2 separate regions of the Zea mays genome follow, and region 2 is linked to region 1. The links are chromatin contacts, called in public Hi-C maps. All regions are on one chromosome and are shown on one strand. Each heading gives the region's core, a stretch centred on a gene start, on an enhancer-like site or on the middle of the called end of the contact. The rest is flanking DNA. Distances are from core to core; before and after follow the strand shown.

Region 1 (3,997 bases), core at 745-3,244:
GAAAATATGGCAGAATAAATGAGGAAAAAACAGGAAGATCACTATGCTGTGTTATCATTGCACGATACAAACAAAAGATCAAGCATACAAAAATGTGACCGCCTGTTGTTTACCCCAGTAATAGCTGAAGAAACAGACTTGTTGCTCATAACTCAAGCAACAAACAGAATGAAGTGAACCAGTAACAAAGTACACAGCGCATCACATACCTTGCAATGGCCATCCAAGAATACAACATTAGGACGGTTTGGTAAATTCGTGACTCTGGAACTAACATATGCACTGTACCAGTCCGTAATTGTGTGGAAAAGGTTCGCATATTCGAAACGAGTGACCAGAAGTGTCGGTTCTTCAACCCACTGCAATAACAAGTTTGATAATACAGTTAAGAAGGGAGTACTGAATTCCAGAGATGAAGGAATGTAAGAAGAAACATAAATAAAAAATTGCATGAGAAACCTCTAATCCAATAAGAGCCTAAAAAGCTACACTTTTGAGTCTCAGAAAGGTATGACCAAGGACGCTCATTTTGTTCAATGATACAGATAGAATATATATCTAGCTATTCTGACAAAACTGGAACATTGCAATCAACTCACATTCAAAGTAACTGAAATAATTATATGATAGAATCACCAGATAACTGCAGCATTAATTGAACAAATTCATACGAAACCAAATAACCAAAAACAGAGTCTATATACTACTAGTACTATACTCCCACGATGTTCTATTTTGGATATAAATTGGACGCAGACATCATTCTTAGATCCTATTTCTTCTCGTAGTCTTCTTAAAACACAAACAAATATCCATACGATGGCTCAGTATATCCAGCATGAGGGCTGGATCAAACAGACTTTCATTAAATACTCCTATTCGAACACTGAGCTGACTCTACTCTTCCTAATTACTGGATTTCAGAAATTAATTAACAAACCACTTGTCATCAATGAGCAAGTCAACTGCTACTCTGCTAGTAGATAGCAAGGCAAACAGTACCTGGGAGCAGTGCAGCTCACCGGGTGGCACAACGCGCGTCGACTCGAGCAGCGCCCTCATAGTGTGCATCCCGATCCCGCCGGTGGGTACGTAGTCGTTGAGGAACCCTGCGTCCACCAGGGGCACCGGCATACCCGCCGCCGGCCCCTCCACCTGCAGCGCGCCGGGCTCGTACTTGGGTAGCTCCTCCTCCTCGGCGCGGCCCATCACCTGCTCCAGCGGCTCCCCGCCGCGCGACATCGCGATGAGCGCCGGGTCAAGCCGAACCCTGGCGCCCTCGCAGATCGAGCTTCCCAGCGTCTCGCTGTGGTGGCACCGGAACCAGCCGCCGCCGCCGCTGCCGCGGCCCGCGGGCAGGACGTCCACGCGGCGGGAGAAGCCGTTGCCGAAGTAGGCCTCGCAGGTGTGCAGCGGCGGCGGCGGCACGGCGCTGGACACCCAGGGCAGGAAGGAGGGGAGGCGCGGCCACGGCTTCTGCGAGGACGACGGCGCCAGGACACCGTCACGGGCTTCAGTCCTGGGGGTGGGGTCCGGCGGCGACTGGTGGTGGGAATGGGACTGGAGGAGGAGGTAGATCGCGAAGGAGGCGGCGTAGACGGCGACGAGGAGGAGGAGGAGCCGCGGGATGAGGCGGCGGAGGCGGTTTCTGTGGCCATGAGCTCTGCCAGCCATCATCGCCGCCGGCGAGCCGCTGTGGTCTCGCACTCTCGCGCAGATCGAGGGGTGTCGCCGCGAGGGACACTGGGCATGCCCAGATCGCGGCGGGGAAAGTAGCCGGTGTGTTTGGTTGGTCGGATCGGACGGTTGTCGTGTCAAGTCGTTGTACTATGGACGGTCCACATGCTCTGTCCCTGACCCTCACTCCTCGTCTTCTCCCCTGCAACGAGGGAGACGTCGGCGATCTCGCCGAGGCGGCCGGAGGCCGCCGGTGGAATCGTCACGTTGTAGTTGGGGTGGGATGACTGGCATCCGCTGGACGACCGAGGCGGGACATGGTGCTCGCAATTGGCGAGATGAGCTATGCAGGCAGCAATTGCAGCGCGGCGTGCCTGACATGGCCAAGGTGCGACTCAATCAGTGCCGGTGCCGGCCGACCATCTCTAAAATTCTCTGTTGTTTGAGTACAGTGGCGGATGACCTAGAAAAATTTAGATATAACTCTATACCTTATAATATTTAACACACAACCATTTAAATTATAGAATAAAAATATACAACATATATATATATAGAAGGGAATATTGTCTAAAACATGAATAAATTTCTAAGAAACATGTACGATAATATATAATACAAATAATTTTGCTATATAAGTCTTGGAGATCTAGGTAATTGTATTTATCTATCCTTCTTCTGAAATGCCTTTTTAATATTTGAAATGTGAGTTATAAATTATAAGATTTGTAACCATTATCATCTTTCTCAAGTAAATGCTTTCTTAGTTAGGTGTGATTTAGATTATTCTTAGCCATAATGGCCTCTCTGCCCCTGTCTGAGCCCCACATTGGTCGTTAATAACTAGTATCCTAGGCGACGAGATGCCGGTGAGTCACACACTACCCGAATCTAACTAATCTATGGCTAAAAACCATCATAAATAAGGTAAACCATCATAAATAGTTATTTATATTGATTTTTATTTTTATTTACATTGGTTACAGGCCATAACTAATAAAGCGTTGTAAATAGACTTATTTACGTCGGCTACAATCGGCAAGCGTAAATTACTTATTTACGTTGGTTGTTGTATGGCTGACGTAATGACGGTGTCTTATTTACGTCGGTTGTTGCCTAACCGACATAAATAACATTATCTTATTTATGTCGGTTCTTTTAACCATCACCATCAGAATTAGGAAGAGTAATAGAGAGGAGGGAAGGAGAAAGTCAGTGGTGTTTCACCTTGTGTCCGATGTGTTACCTACCTTTCACTTGTGTGTGCTACAATCTGCAACCAGCGTGGCCAATAGAATCCGGTGGATGCGAACACGTGTGGGGGTGAGCAGGCAGAGGCGACTGAGACGAGAGCGACCGAACGGTGGTGGCGAGCAGGGGGCGGCGACGAGAAGACGGTGGTGGGCGCGGCAAGGAGATGGCTATGGGTGGAGGGGGCGAGCATGCAACACCTGCTACGACAAAATGACAAGAAAAGCAGAAGTGGCGTAGAAGTGAGGGAATAGTTAGAAAAGGGTTTATGACTAATATACGTCAGTTATAACAACAAATGTAACTCAAAGCCTAATCTACATCGATTTCTTTCCACCTACGTAAATAATTTTATTTACGCATGAACTTTATATATAAATAATTAATTATTTATGTCGGTTAAGTTATAGCCGACATAAAATAACTTATTTATGTTGGTTTTTATTATGAATCGACATAAACAAGTTTAGCCGGCATAGATTTATCTATTTCCTATAGTGACTCTAGTTCGTGTGTTAGTGCTAACACTGGTCCACAATGTGTTTTTTATCAAGTTGCATAGAGTTTTTCTGCTTCTTGCTTTAGAATAGGAAAAACAAATAATTTTCATTTGTTTGCATGGCTGAAGCCTGAACAAACACATATGGTAGAATTTATGTATGACGGGAGAACTTAATATATAATCCTTTACTTTACTCGGTAACACACCTAATCCCTCTAGCCAGCCTCCAAAACTTTACTTATGATCGAATAAGTGTATAACTAGAGTAATTGAGACGGTAACAAGGTGAAGAGAAAGAGCAATCGTACCTTTGAGGTCGAGGTGAATTACAAGCTCAGGGTTGTAGAGATGTCCAGAGTTTGCGGGCCAGTGTCCAAAGTCCCCTCTGGTCTTTCTCCTCCTTGTAGGGTTAGGCGCTTGGTGTCTTAGTGGCTGACGAGGAGAAATCGTTAGGGTTCACTGTCACCATCGATCGTTGGGCATTTCTGGTCAATCAGGCGCTAAAAGAAAGATTGGGTCATGTGGTTTGAGGCAGCTAGGATTTTAGGAGCATGAAGCTTTGGCTCT
Region 2 (3,997 bases), core at 910-3,409, 140 kb before region 1:
TGGCTTAGCTTTGCTGCTGCAAACGACATAACAGGCGGATAAACAATAAATAGATCCTTCATATGATGGAGCTGCTGCACGCGACACTCCAAACTGTTCGCTCACTGTAGTCCGTGCCTGGCGCTGTTGACGATGAGCGAGCGTTAAGAAGCAGCAAGTGCATTTATTGTTAGCTCGTGTAGTAGTATATACAGAACAAACGAGCGAGGCACGCGCGCATGCAGCAACAGGAAGCTTGCCGGGCAAGGCGGTGTGGTCCTACTAAGATCTACTGTGAATGGATTGGAACTGCGGTTAATAGTTAGCAGAGTATCCCAGAAAATGGAGATGATGGAGGGAAGTTGAAACAGGCAGCCATACAGTGAGCCAGCCAGCAGTGCCCGGCCGGCCGGCCTGCAGTGCACGCTTCCTAGCTTGCGCAGCTCTATCTAGCTAGCACGTACGCCACTCCGACTCCGATGGAGCTGAGCTGGTTGCTGCCAGTGCCAGCACGAAGCTACCGCCTTTTCTATTCCATCGCCCGGCGGACCTGCTCGCTCGAGCGAATCCTGTGTGCTACCTATCCCTCGTCGTCGATCTGCTGCACCACATGGCCGGATGGATCGTCTATTCGCCGTCTGGCCGGCCAGTGGCCATTAATTCGCATGCCGCAGCTGGAGTAGTTTCCTTGCTTCCTTCTTGTCGTCGCTACAGCGGCGACGTGTACCTGACCTGACGAGTGACGACCAGTGCCACCACGGATCGACGACGACCTCATCTCCGTCTGCTGGTGCTGGCCGAGCGGAGACGTTGTACAGCATTTACTCCTCCGATCGATCCGTCTTTTTCCTCCATCTATCATGCATATCCGTCGTCCGTCCCTAGCTGCTTCCGGCCCGGCCCTGCGCTGCATGCGGCTGCGCAGTGCCCTCCCTGTGCTCCCTCGACTTCTCCTCCTCCCTTCTTCTTTCCTGATAGCTAGCTGCGGCCTGCGGCAGCTACTGGACTGCCACTGTTCCACTACACCCACACAGCACGTACGCGCGCTGTGCACTACTGCTACCACCCTCTTTGCCGAGACGTACGGGCATTTACTCCACCTCATCTGCCTCCCCCCCATACCGCGTGCGTGCGTGCATGATACCGACCGATCGAGCCCATATGCATGGGCTAGCCTAGCCTACTATTATGCCGATGCATGTCGGCCGGTGAACCGACGTGTACGGGCGGCGTGTTCCGTCGTCGATCGGAGTCGGCGTCTACTGTGCTCCGCCCATGCATGCATTTCGACCCATGCCCATCATGTGTCGACCATCCGCGCGCCATTGATCGGAGCAGGACCACGAGACGACCGCAAGCACACAGCAACCTACTCGATCCGTTTAATTATCTACTAGGGTTTTTAGCGTTCGCATATATGCAATGCGATCGAGCTGCATGGCCGCCGGCCGTTTAGCTAGCTAGCTAGATCTGGGTAGGTGTCTACTGAAAAGCGCCTCGTGCATGTGGACCAGCTGATTGGGCCGGCCGGCGAGACAAGCTAGCTGTTCCTGCGACGCGACGGAACAGCGCGTCTTTTGTTTATTCCTCCTCATCGCCTCTCGATCTGCTCCTCCTGGTCTCCTCCCTTCCCGGCCAGTCCCAGGCTCCCTCCCAGCAGCTCCCAGACGAAGAGTAATTAACATCGATCGCCGATAATCTATACCACACGCACGCATGCAAGAGGGCAGCTAGCTTCGATCCATGCGTGTATATATGCCGGCCCAAATTAAAGGATATCATCGATCGTCATGCATGGCTTAGACTGACCTGAGTGCATGAAATACCAGTACTATGCAGGTGGGTAGCTAGAGCGTAGTAGAGGCTAATATTTATATGCACCAATTTATCATAAAAAGTACTTTTATAAAAGTATAAATGTATTAAGAGTTCATTTGTATTTTAACAAAAAACATTGGTCAAAGTTATATTTTGGAGACCGTGCCGTTGTCCTAAACGACAACTAATAGGAAAGACTGATCGATGGACGGAGGGAGTAGCTTATTAGCGTCAGAGGGTGACCGACATCCCATGGACGGAAAGACTGATCGATGGACGGAAGGCACCGTTCTTGGAGAAAAGGACAGCGCGCAGGGTCGAGAGGCGTGGAGTCCAAGTCACGCCGTTGGGCTGGGCTGTCGGCGCCACCGTACCGTACCCAGAGTCCATTCACACACTCGGCCACCTGCTCGATCATCAGGTGGCGACACTGCACCACCCGCTCCAGGCTCCAGCTTCACCCTGGCTGTTCTAGGCATGCATGATCAGCCGTCGTCTACACCAATCTTCGCCCATCCTTGTTGCGCGCGGGGTCTGCAAACAATTCCCCCCCCCCCCCCCCTTTTTTGAGAATTCAGTAGGAGGACCCCTACTGTAATTTTTTGTATATTAAGATGTTTGGATACAGATATATCGAGAATTATGTTACAACTTGATAGAAGGGTATAGTCGACAAAGGATAGGGAGAATTAATGGCTGCAGCAGATTCACATTTAGGGCTAGTTTGGGAACACCATTTTCCCATGGGATTTCTATTTTCTCAAGGGAAAATGAACTAATTTCCCTTGGGAAAGTGAAAATCCCTTGGGAAAATGTGGTTCCCAAACTAGCCCTTAGTTGATTTTTTCCCTTCTCTCTGCGTTGCTTGTTTAAAACCAGCTTCGACCTCCTCTCTTTTCTCTTCCCTTTCCTCTATCTCAATGTTCAGCTGGCTTATGGATTGATCTGACGGACTAGCTAGTTGTCCACGGATAGAATTTTGTTTGATAGGTATGAGTATGAAACGATATTATCCGACACATATATTTACCCAACATTGAAATTCCTAACAGTGGACAGCTATGCAGGTGTAGAGGATACAAGTGAAGTAAACTGGCTGACTATATATACGATCTTCCGTGGACCATCGAAATCATATATGTGTACTGACCGGTCCTTAAGAAAACAGCCAGTATAAAACCATTTGAAATTGATTTTTTCTAGTTTTTGAAATAACCTCGTATGAAAAAACCACTAAAATTGGAGATGTAGATATCTAAAAGTTACGAAACATTGTAGATGACAACTTTTCCATTTGAAATTATTGGGGCTCCCAAAACTGTATTTGAATTTGTGGAATTTAAAATGCAAATTTTACAAACGACATCGGACGGAGAAAGTACCAAAATAAAAGCCGTAGATATTAAAATGTTATTCAACTTTGTAGTTCATAACTTTTTTGTTTGAATTCATTTAGTGCCCCCAAATAATTAATTTACACTTGTTTTGTTATACTAAGTGAGCAACAAAAATACAATATAGACACAAGTAAGTGGTGAGTGAAGTGCCAGAGGAGGTACACGCTAAGATGGTTTTTAGAGGTTTGATTCCCACTAATCGTATATATAGTTTTTGCTATTTTAAAGACTCGATTTATGTTATCTGAAACAGAATTTGTACTGACAGTTGTTCCCAACCCTCTATGTCATTCAGTTTCTATAGAATTAAATACTTTGCCAGGTAAGAAAAATGCTGACATATCAATAAAATTATGGCGGAGAGAGAAGAAAAATAGACGACACCGTTTCCTACATGCACTACAGTAAAAACAAACATCTCCGACGGCCTTGTTATCTCTGACGGCCGCGCAGGAGACCGTCGGAGGTAGCCTTATGTCCGAGCGCCTGGGCTGGCCGTCGGACATAACACCCTATCTCCGACGGCTGTCAGAGGGCCGTCGGACATAAGGTTATCTCCGACGGCCCGTATTACAGCCGTCAGAGATAAAGCGATTTAACCGCGCGGCCAGGGAACACTATTTCATTTTCCATCTTTCCAGCGCGCGCCACCGTCGTCCCCGAGCTGCCCGCCGCCGCCACGGCCCTGCCGGCCACCGTGTTGCGCCCCGCCGTGCTGCCCGCGCTGCCCGCCCCGCCCGCCTTGCAGCCCGCGGCCGCGCTGCCCGCCGCGCTGCCGCCCCGCTCGCCGCGCAGTCGTCCCC

Evidence for each region. A called contact is a pair of places that touch in the nucleus more often than the background predicts.
Region 2: a contact with region 1 is called in a Hi-C map of bundle sheath, with 2.5 times the contacts expected there. The contact joins the enhancer-like site here to the promoter of LOC732746 in region 1. A contact is called at or near these places in 3 of 25 Hi-C or Micro-C datasets (bundle sheath, ear and tassel).

The regions. Positions count from the first base shown.
Region 1 is chr1:191,354,184-191,358,180 of Zm-B73-REFERENCE-NAM-5.0, reverse strand. It overlaps LOC732746 (beta-1,2-xylosyltransferase), which reads right to left and starts at 1,994. Exons shown (of 3, transcript NM_001112375.2): 1 at 1,003-1,994; 2 at 210-359. The coding sequence starts at 1,677.
Region 2 is chr1:191,495,788-191,499,784 of Zm-B73-REFERENCE-NAM-5.0, reverse strand. No RefSeq gene overlaps it. Among protein-coding and RNA genes, the nearest start is that of LOC100279847, 12 kb to the left of the region's middle. Within about 2 kb of position 2,159, at least 12 of the 20 cell types and tissues checked have an H3K27ac peak or open chromatin away from gene starts, as enhancers often do. A contact at or near this core is called in bundle sheath and ear, where this site is marked.